Linked DNA regions of Ovis aries: regions 1 and 3 are each linked to region 2. Evidence: chromatin contacts called from public Hi-C data. All regions are on one chromosome and are shown on one strand. Each heading gives the region's core, a stretch centred on a gene start, on an enhancer-like site or on the middle of the called end of the contact. The rest is flanking DNA. Distances are from core to core; before and after follow the strand shown. Region 1 holds the start of SRSF1 (serine and arginine rich splicing factor 1). Region 2 holds the start of MRPS23 (mitochondrial ribosomal protein S23). Region 3 holds the start of DYNLL2 (dynein light chain LC8-type 2).

Region 1 (3,515 bases), core at 963-3,462, 150 kb after region 2:
TCAGATATGTCTACAGAAAGACACATGAAAAGCAAGATAAACATAAGAACTTCCCCAGGTAAGATAACCACAAACACCCCCAACATCCCAGTTCACACAAACCAGAGCAGAATAGACATTTACACAATATCACAGTCTGAAGAGCATGGAGAGTTAACTAAATTTAAACAATCCTGGCTATGACATCACTTAAAATACAATTTATCGACATGAGGGGAATGTAGATGTTAGGAGCAAGGGGTATTACACAAGAATGCAATTCAACACTTTAGCCCATTCTGAACAAAACAGTTTGAATTAAAAAATGAAAAGATTGTACTGAATAAAGGAAAACTGTATACAACATGGGTTCTACAAAAAAGTGTCACCAATCATCTTATGTACGAGAGCGAGATCTGCTATGACGGGGAGAATAGCGTGGTGATCCTCTGCTTCTCCTTGGGGAATAACTTCGACTCCTGCTGTTGCTTCTGCTACGGCTTCTGCTACGACTACGGCTTCGAGATCGAGATCTTCCATAACTTGGACTTCTGGGCCCATCAACTTTAACCCGGATGTAGGCAGTTTCTCCCTATTGAATAGACAGAACTTTCGATTGAAAGATCTAAGTTTTCACCTGTCTTCAGGCATGCTGAATGAATACAACGTAATTTAAACCAGAGGCACTTTACTGGGTTTACTTGGACACCCTTGCCTGAATCTTACCTTCAAATTCCACAGTTAAGACCACTGTATCCAATTCTGGCCAATAAAAAGAATAAGTGTATAACCTACCTCATGAGATCTAAACTTAGTGTTATCCAGTTTTCGAACTGCATAGGTCATATCTTCTTTCCGTACAAACTCCACGACACCAGTGCCATCTCGGTAAACATCAGCATAACATACATCACCTGCTTCACGCATGTGATCCTTTAAATCCTGCCAGCTTCCACTTGGAGGCAGTCCTGAAAAAGAGTTTTTTTCAACAATTATCCTAGTATTTCACATTAAAGTTAAAATTTACATTAGAACCAAGACTACTTTAAAATTAATGATTAGTTTTAACATCCTAGGTTAATGATTCAAAATTCTAGAATTAAAAGCCCCAAATTATTTACAAAGTAATGATCTTCATATTCTAGACACTGCAATCTAATTCGTTAAATCTCAAATACAGTAATTCCTGGTTACTAAATTCATCCATGCGACTGAAATAATTTAAAGACCTACCATGAAAGCTAGCATTTGTCAAACTACGCATGCAAGGAAAACTTTAAAGTGTAGGATCTGTCCAAAAGTGACATCGACCCGCGCGGAACGGTCAACTTACCAGAGACAACCACTCTGTTTTCAGAACGCCTGGATGGGGGGCCATAGCGGCCCCGGGGAGCCCCGCCACCTCCACCCCCGCCGCCGCCTCGGCCTGTACCACGGCCACTTCGAGGAAACTCCACCCGCAGACGATATCCATCGTAATCATAGCCGTCGCGACCGTACACCGCGTCTTCCGCATCCCTGCGTGATTACAGAAAGCCGAAGGGTAAGAAAAAGGGCCGGGAGGGGTGGCCACCTCCGTCGGGGAGCCAGCAGCGCCCCGCACATGCGCACCCGGGGTGGAAGAGCCCACATGCGCCGCATAATAGGGACGGCCCCTCCCCCACCCAGAAGCACGCCAGGCTCCCGACCACTACAGCAGCCCTCAGCGCCTCAGTTTCCCGCTCCGAGCCCGCGAGCCGGCTCCGGAGACGCCCGGGGGACCCAGTCACCAGGGAAGCCTCACCGACTCGGCTCCTCACTTCACTCGTGCGCGGCCGACTCGTCTTGCTCCCAACCTCAGAGCCCACGTCCCCATTCTCTCTAAGGCCTTGGAGCACTCCCCAACTACTCCAACCTATATCCTCAAGGCCGCAAGTCCCTGGCCGCCTCACCGCGGGTCCTCGAACTCAACGAAGGCGAAGGGCGGTCCTCCGCGGCGATTCTTCAGGTCGATGTCGCGGATAGCACCGTATTTGTAGAACACGTCCTCAATGTCCTTGGTTCGGATGTCTGGAGGTAAGTTCCCTACGTAGATGCGGCAGTCGTTGTTCCCTGCCGGGCCACGAATCACACCACCTCCCGACATGGCGGCGACGAAAAGCGCGGACTCGAGAACAGGCCTTCCCACCAAGCCTAGCGAACGGCAGAGCGAGCCCGCCGCGACACCACGTCTCCCGCGGCCCCTCCAAAATGGCGCCTTTATCAGCTCGGCGCACGGATATGGGGGGGAGGGAAGAAGAGAAGCGGGAGGAAGCAGCTATTCGATCTCACTGCGCACGCGCAAGAGCGTAACGGGTGTGCAGCGAAAGGGACGCTGGCGCACGCGCGACGTCACCCTCCGCGCGAAGGGAAAAAAGTTCCCGCGTTCCCGTGGTGCCGAGAGCTTTGCAAAGGAAGTGACCGGCCCTGTGGTAAAGATTTAGGGCAGAGCCCTTGTAAAAGAGGGTTATTAATCTTGTCGAGTCCTAAAGAATAATCAGTTTCCCCAGGAATAAGTCTCTTAAAGCAAAGGCGCTTTGGAAGGATTTAGTGAAACCTAGCCTATAGCTTTATCCCACAATGCTCTGCGGGGTTAACGGCCTTGGGCGGGAAAGACGCCCCCGGGGGCGGAGTCAATGGGGGAGGGACTGGGCGGTTGCTCCGGAAACGGGCGCGTCTTAGGAGACTGCGCCCAGTCCGGGAGTCGGCGTTGTCTGTGATTCTGTGCAGAGGCAAGCCATCACTGTGTTTCCGCCTCGTCTCCTGTGAACCTGTGCGCTGCCTAGACGACTGTGTAATATAGGGGAGCCGAGCTTAGATTCCTTAGATTCTACATCAAGTACCGTTCTACCTTCGGTTCAGCACCAAGCTTTGTATATATTTAATAACTACATTCAACACTGCTTGTGTTTGTTAGTGGCGGCGATTCCTGCTCTGACCAATCGTTGGTGGTACCAACCGGGACCCAGATCTCTCTCTTTTTTCATCGCCTATTACTAGGCCCAACGCAGCGGAAAGGTGCATTGAAGGCTGCAGAATGAATGGTGCCTGTTACTTCTCCATCCTTTTTCAAAGAACGAGAAAAAACACACGCGCCTGCGTGTGTGTATGCAGAATCCTGAAGTTCCTTGTTTTGAACTCATTAGCAGGCCTCTCAAGTAATATAAATGAGCCCAATGAACTTGTGAGAACTGCTGTGGCCGCTGGAGACCACAGTTGCTGCTCAAGACTGATCTGCTAGTCAGGTCCAGGGAGATTAGAACTTCTACATTTTTTCCTATAGAGATATCTATTTGAAATCTGGTTTTTTATATGAAATGCTGGAACTTTACATTATTAGTGATGAATTCAAATTAAAACAACAAACCTGCAGTCATAAATATGCTAAAACAGCTAGCTCTGCACCCTAAGGGTAAGGATGATTTTCTTCAGTTTATGTATGTATTTGTAATAGTCCCTCTCCTCAGGGCTGTAAGGCAGTTTTATAAAGATACTATAAAACGTTATTAAAACTAGGT
Region 2 (3,335 bases), core at 324-2,823:
TCAGGAATTGGGGCAAGAATAAGGGATATGTATTCATTTCAATTAGACACAGTCTCTGATCCTAACATTCCAGATGTTAAAAACTGACATCAGTATTTAAGGGAAAGAGATTTGTCCTGTGAATTCCCAGTCAAGTTGACCTCCTTGAGCCTCACAGTTCTCATGACTAAAACGGAGAGGATACCTATCTTGCAGGGTTAGAGTAAGACCTAAATGAAGTAATGTTTGTTAGGGACTTAACACAGTGCCAGCGACCAAACAGATGCCCAGAAACAGGTAACTAGAACTGCGATGGCTGGCCAGCTGCTGGGCACCAGGTTCTACTCCGAACTTCTGCTTCTCTGTCCTGGGGGAGGGGCACTGATTCCCTAATCCGGCCAGATGGACAAGACCACCTACACAGGGCAAGCCCTTACTCAATTCCTATTTAAGTGGCCAGTCTGCTGGCTAAACCTTTCCTTCTGAAGTTGGGCCGCCTCTGGCCCACCGCATGGGCTCCACACTCACGCTCTAATCTGATCCTCGTGGTAAAAGATGTCCTGGGTAGGAGATTTAGCTTTGCCATATCGCAAGCGAGGCCTTCGGAAGACTGGCTCCCGCAGTGGAGGGAAGGCGTTATATATGTCAAACCAAAGGGGTTTCTCCTTCAGCACCCCAGCCCGAATCAGGTCTCGCGTCCTGAAGGAAGGGTAAAGAACAAAGGTCAGTAAGTGACAACAGCCTGTCTGAGCCCCTGATGCAGCCTGAGACACTGGCAGGGTCGCGGAGTCCAGAAGACAACCGGAAGGAGGGCAGGTAGGGGGTCCTCTACCCGCTAAATGGTAGAATGTTTCCAAGCTCCAAACCAACCGAACAGTGCTCAGGGTTAATCCACCTTCTCATGTGCGTTCCACTCCTCTCGCCTCACCCACGTCCCATCAAGGAAAATGCAAAGACTGTTCTGGCCAGGCCCAACAGCCCCATCCTCCCTTACTTCTCCCAGAGACCTACACTTGGAGCTCGGCTGGTAAAGAATCCGCCTGCAATGCAGGAGACCCCGGTTCAATTCGTGGGTCGGGAACATCCCCTAGAGAAGGGATAGGCTACTCATTCCAGTATTCTTGGGTTTCCCTGGTGGTTCCGATGGTAAAGAATCGCCTGCAATGCGGGAGACCCAGGTTTGATCCCTGGGTTGGGAAGACCCCCTGCAGAAGGGAAAGGCTACGCAACGCACTCCAGTATTCTGGCCTGGAGAATTCCATGGACTGTGTAGTCCAAGGGGTCGCAGAGTCGGACACGACTGAGCGACTTTCACTTCATTTTCCACTTGGAGAGCGGAAAGGTGCGATCTTGAACGTGCGAGCTAAGAAATTCGAGGGGTGACGCAGCCAAGCACAATTTTTCAGAAGCAGGACAAAGCACGAGAGGGGCCTGGCCAGGATCAGACCCACCCAAGAAAGGGCGTAAAAGGGGGAGACGCCCTCGCGCCGTCGGCACACCCCCGGCTCCGAGCACGCACCGCGTGAAAACGCTCCCCACGGTTTCCAGCCTACTCCCCGCCATGCCCGGGGCCTTGGATCCCGCGCTGTCCCTGTACCGGAACCGGAAGCGCCTGCGGCAGGTAAAGTGGGAGAAAGTCGCGGGCCGAGCCACCGATCGCAGTGCCCGGGTTGCGGCTTCAACGGGAGGGCGGGGCCAGGCAGAAGCAAAGGATGGCCGAATCTCCGCACCCTCGGCTACTCGCCAGGCTCAGACAGGAGCACTCGATAGCCGAGCCGCCAGGGCGGGAGAGAGCCACAGCCGGGCAAAAGCAATACATGACCGATCCAGGGGAGGGGTTAATTGTCGCTTTACCCTTTCTGGCCACCGCTGCCTTCAAGGAACGAGGGAAGATGATGGGGAGGGAGTAGGGAGAGGCAGCCTAGGTCCTGAGGGAGCCAACAAGGCCAGGAATTCATAAGGCAGAGATCAGAGATCACCAGCTCTAGGCTCCGTCTGCGACTCATTTTGGTTGGAGTCACATGTGGTGACCCAAGGACGGAAGAGCAGATAACCAAGGAGGGTCTTGGAACGCAGGAACGGAAAAACCAGACCCTCATCGTCCTCCCCTCGCCCACGGTGTAACTATTAATGGAACAGTATAACCTGTCTCGCCTCCTGCCCCGTAGGGGGGAGGCATTTGCCCTACTCTTTCCCCCATCCAGTATAGGAGCCTCATCCAATCAGCAAATGACCCGCAAGACCCCTATCGCACTCCTTGTACCCTGGCTATAAAAGTGGACTAAGGACCCCCCTGAACTGAACTGAAGGACCCCCCTCCCCATTCAAGGTCGGTTCTCCCTTGAATTGGCTCGCCGTTCTAACAGCATCTCCCACTCTAATAAGCTTTATTCTTCTTTCATTCTGTCTAATGTCTGGAAATTCTTTTCCAACCCGCGCCACGATATCACGGTCTACGCAGAAGGAAACCGAGCCCCGTGGAGGGACGTCACCAGACCAGGGTCACTCTGGAGCCCAAGCCTCCTTCCTGCATCTCCTGCCCTTAAGCGCTCCCCACTAAACCCTTTGGCCCTGAAGCGCCACCTGCATCCGGTCGCTGCAGACAGCTAGTGTCTTCTCCCCCTGGAGGCGTCGCTAGCTAGCTGCTCCTTGGAGCTTGAAAAGTGAAAGTGTCCGGAACAAACAAATTCCGAGAAGGAAACTCAAAAATCTGGGGGAAATACACTCTCAGGATAACCTTTTAGCCCAATAATCATACTTTGCGTAAAGTATCCTGTAGAAATTAAAGCACAGTTTCACAAGGATATTTGTGCAAGGACCGTCGCTGCAGCATTGTTTGTAATGCAGCCTCCCATCCATCGAATGGGAAATGGCTGGAAAACTATGCTTCATATAATCTGTGGAGTCTTATGCAGCTATTAACACCAACGAGCTAGACCCACATGTATTGCCGTAGACGAATGCCCGTGACTTACTGTAAAATGAAAAAGGAACTCGCAGAGAAGCCTCTTTAACCTGCTACAAGGAGAACGTTTTCCAGTGTTTGTGTTTGCATGGAGATAGAGACTATGTGGAAAGGCGCCCATGGGCTGTGAAAGTTGATGATCTCCAGTGAGACTGCAGGAGGGGAAGAGAGACTTTTTTTCTTTATGTGTCCTTCAGAGTTTGACCTGTGAAGAGTCTATATTCATGGGTGTTTTTTTTTTAAGACAGAGGTCTTCTGGGGCAGTGGGGGCAGCTGTGCTGGGTCCCCATTGGTGTGTGGCTTTCTCTGGTTGCAGCTGAGTAGGGGCTGCTCTGGTTGTGCCATGAGGGCTTCTCATTCTGCGGCTCCTCTTGTCGTGGGACACAGGCTC
Region 3 (3,677 bases), core at 206-2,705, 220 kb after region 2:
TGATAGGAATGAACGGAAGCTTCTTAATCACAGTGTGGCCCAAATGCTTGGCTCCCAATAAAGATACTTTGTTTTCCCTGATAGCTCAGCGGTAAAGAATCCGCCTGACAATGTAGCAGACTCGGTTCAATCCCTGGGTCGGGAAGATCCCTTGGAGAAGGAAATGGCAACTCACTGCAATATTCTTGCCTGGGAAATCCCACGGACAGAGGAGCCTGACTGGCTACAATCCATGGGGTTAAAAGAGTCAGAAACCACTTACGGCCTAAATAACAACAAAAGACCTTCACCAACCCTTTAAGTAGACATTTCCTTTGCGAAGCAGGTGGACGGGAAAAGAGCAGCTGTTTCTCGCTCTCCTTTGGCGGTGGGCGGGTGGCCTGGAGGCACGCATTCTCCCAGTGTGCAGAGGTATTTTTACACACCTATCCACAAACACCAGGGGGACTGCTGCCTACAAGCCTCACTTTTCAGCCTAGAGGCCAGGTCTGGGCCTGAACCGTGGTGGTATGGCAAGGGCTTCCCCCTTCTCTGTTCCTTGTTTATAAGATATGAGGAATATGGATGGGGTGAATTTTAAGAGTCCTGGCAGTCCTGACGTACTTTGGTCTGTACCTCTAGAAGGTTCTATTCACTTTCCCTCCGGTCCCATCTAACCAGACGGTTAGGGCGGACTGGCCAAAAATGGCTTACTTTCATCTCTTTTCATTGGCCTGTGTACCGAAGACAAACCTCCCCTCTCACAATTGTGAGTAGGGCTTGCCTCCGTAGCTTTCGAAGCTAAACAGCAGCTGGGGTCCCAGCTGGCAGGTTAGGTCCCGAGGCGTTAAGACTCTGGAACAAAGACAGAGCGGGAGGGAAGGGGCCTTCCCAGAAAGTGCGGGGAGGCGAGCCCTGGGGCTGTTTATGGCTTTACCTCTCCCTAGCGCTGGCTGTCCTCTCCTTCCCACAGTTTTGGGGGGAGGGAAGGAGTCCTGTTTTCCTTAAAGCTGATGACTTCACCTCTTTCCCTTCCTCTTTCAAAGGTTAGGGTCTCTACCCCTTTCCCATCTGCTCCCAACGTTTGAAATCTCCATCCCACTGTTTCCTTTTATTCTTCTTAGGATTGGGGTCTTGACGCCCCTCCCTCTTTTTCCCTCACTTTGAACCTTGCCTCTTTATTCCTTTTTAGGCCTGGCCTCTCCAGCCCCGGGTAGAGGGGTCTGCATACTTCTTTTTTCTCTTCTGAAGGCCACGTCTCCCTCCCCCAACTCTTTCCCGCTCCCCTTCCCCACCCCCTCCCTCCGCCCCGAGGCATTGTGGGAGGAAACAAGATGTGGGGCGAGAGCGGCGCGGGGAGAAGCCCGCAGTGCGGGGCCGGGCGGGCCCAGCCAATGGGGAGCGCGGACGGCGGCGCGCGCGGCGGGGGGGCGGGGGCGGGGCGCTATTTCAGTGGGGATCGCGCGTCGGCAGAGCAGCGGCAGAGCGGAGCGGAGCGGAGCTGCGAGGCGCCAACGCGGAGCAGGCGGGTCGGCGGGCGCGAGGCGGAGCGCGGGCGGCCGGGAAAGCTCTAGGGCGGACGGCGGCGGCGCGAGCGCTCGGTCCGGGCCTGCGGGAGCCGGAGACCGCGGCGGCGGCGGCTGCTGCCGGAGGAGCCGAAGGGACACCGCCCTGCCCGCGCTCTGCCTCAGGCCATCGCTGCTCCCCCGGGGCCCCGCGAGAACTCGCCTCTGTGAAGGTGAGCGGTGGGTGGGGGCGCCCCGGGGCGGTGGCCCGACTCGCTAGGTTCGGCCGCGAGGCCCGCTTCGGCGTGACGCCTCCGGCGCCTCTCCGGCCCAGGGTTGCGCCACCCCGTTACCCTCGCGATCTCGGGGCGCGGCCGGGGCCACCGGCTGCCGATGTGCGGCCTCCAGCCCCCCGGGATCTTCCTGCGCGCACGGAGGCCCTGGGGTCGGGGCCGAGGGAAAGCGGCGGAGCGGGCTCGGGCGTGACGCGGCTCCTCCCGCCGCCACCCTCTGGGGCGTCCTTCCTGCAGCGAGGACGCCCCGTCACTCCGGCGCTGCTCCAGGCCTGGCGGGGGAGGGCGGCCGGCCGGCCGGCCGGGTGGAGGTGGCGGGGAGGATGCTTTCTCATCGCCCAGGTGCCGGCCTTCGGGACTGCAGTCCTCTGGAGGATGGGGTAGTGGAGGGAGACGGCCCCGTGGGGTTCCGAAGGGAGGAAATATAAGCGTAGTGCGTGTTGGGGGCTGGGGAGGGCGGGTCGTGTCGTTCGAAAGCTTGGCCTTTTTGTCGCAAGGCTGGGAATAGAGGAGGGGGAGCTGTCCTGGAGTGCCCTCTTTGCTTTTCAGAGAAGCCCCTGGCTCGTGACTGAGGCAGCTGACCTGGGGCCCTCGGTCATCCTTCAGTGTGGAGGCCCAGGTCCCTAGCTTCCCCCCCGCCCCTCGGGGGGAGGGGCTACGTTGGCCCCTCCCTTCCCTTTTTCTCCCTGGCACCTTGGACAGGGGAGGCTGGGGCTAGGCCTCACCTCTCTGACGCCTGGGGGGCCAGGGGTAAAGAATCGTGGCATTGTAGTCACAAGACCAACATTATGTAACTGCAGGCTCTCCTGGAGGGTAAGGTAGCTTTTAATCACTGTGACAAAGTTGTTCCTTTGGACTTTTGAGGATGAGGCAGTGGAGCAGGTTAGCTTGCTGGGAAAAGGGATGCTGATTTCATACTTTAACCGGGCCGCACTCCCACCCTTGGATTTGTAAACAGTGCCCCCTTCTGAGTGGTAACCTGGGATAGGCCACCAGGTGACACTAGTTTTCGTCACACTTAATGAGCCTTAGAATATTCTGTGTTGCTGTTGTACCTTTGCTCAAACCCATTGAAGGTGCCACATTTATTTCAACCATTTTTTAAAAAAGATGCTGATTTGCCTCAGGTCATAATGGCTAGGCCTTGAACTGGATTCTCCTGACCTCTTCAGCCCCAGGTAGTACTCACAGACTCCTCTCCAGGCTCTTGATTTTTTCTCTCAGGAGCGTGGGAGCAGAGGGCGCTGGGACACTAACCCATTGCTCTGCCACTTGCTGAAGTGGAACCAGCCCTGCTTAATTTGCCAGTGCGAGACAGAGGTGCCCTGGATGCACTAAAGGGCTGCCTGGTTAGCAGCAGGCATGTATGCATCCTTTGCATCTGGTGCAGGCTGAAGTAGTCGTGAATTCTGCTTCCCTTTCTGCCCATCCAACCCACAGGTTAGTGTAGACTCAGATCAAGGTGGCCTGGAATGATACCAGGGATCTCTCCTTGAGCAGACAGGTTCCTGTGTAGCTTTGTATCAGATAGGGCTGAAACAGCAGCATCTTTTGCCCACTGGGCTGATCGCAGAGTGGTGCTTTGGGGAATAATACCTGGGAGGGGGGATATAGATTTTTGCTGCAGGGACTGTGGTCAAGGACAGAGGACAGGATTTTGCAGCTCATCTCTGTTCCTGCCAGGCACCTCACATGCCATAGACTGCTAGGCAGGCCCTTGCCCCCCGACTTGTAATTCTTGTTATCCTAAGGAGGGACCATGCAAGGTCTGCCCTGGAACTTTGGTTGCTATAGGGTGAATGCAGTGGCTTAGATGGCAGGGTTATGAAGCAGTGCAGTTAAAATAATAATTTTTCACCTTTTGTTGTCTCTGTCACCATTGCGCATTGGTAGCCTAGGA

What was found. A called contact is a pair of places that touch in the nucleus more often than the background predicts.
Region 1: a Hi-C map of blood shows a contact between it and region 2, with 2.9 times the contacts expected there. The contact joins the promoter of SRSF1 here to the promoter of MRPS23 in region 2. A contact is called at or near these places in 11 of 16 Hi-C or Micro-C datasets (blood, hypothalamus, liver and 5 more).
Region 3: a contact with region 2 is called in a Hi-C map of hypothalamus, with 3 times the contacts expected there. The contact joins the promoter of DYNLL2 here to the promoter of MRPS23 in region 2. A contact is called at or near these places in 4 of 16 Hi-C or Micro-C datasets (blood, hypothalamus, omental adipose tissue and 1 more).

What each region holds. Positions count from the first base shown.
Region 1 is chr11:8,495,833-8,499,347 of ARS-UI_Ramb_v3.0, forward strand. It overlaps SRSF1 (serine and arginine rich splicing factor 1), which reads right to left and starts at 2,213. Exons shown (of 5, transcript XR_003590770.3): 1 at 1,911-2,213; 2 at 1,313-1,497; 3 at 775-947; 4 at 1-571.
Region 2 is chr11:8,349,604-8,352,938 of ARS-UI_Ramb_v3.0, forward strand. It overlaps MRPS23 (mitochondrial ribosomal protein S23), which reads right to left and starts at 1,574. Exons shown (of 5, transcript XM_004012388.5): 1 at 1,499-1,574; 2 at 508-678. The coding sequence starts at 1,542.
Region 3 is chr11:8,574,478-8,578,154 of ARS-UI_Ramb_v3.0, forward strand. It overlaps DYNLL2 (dynein light chain LC8-type 2), which reads left to right and starts at 1,456. Exons shown (of 3, transcript XM_015098451.4): 1 at 1,456-1,717.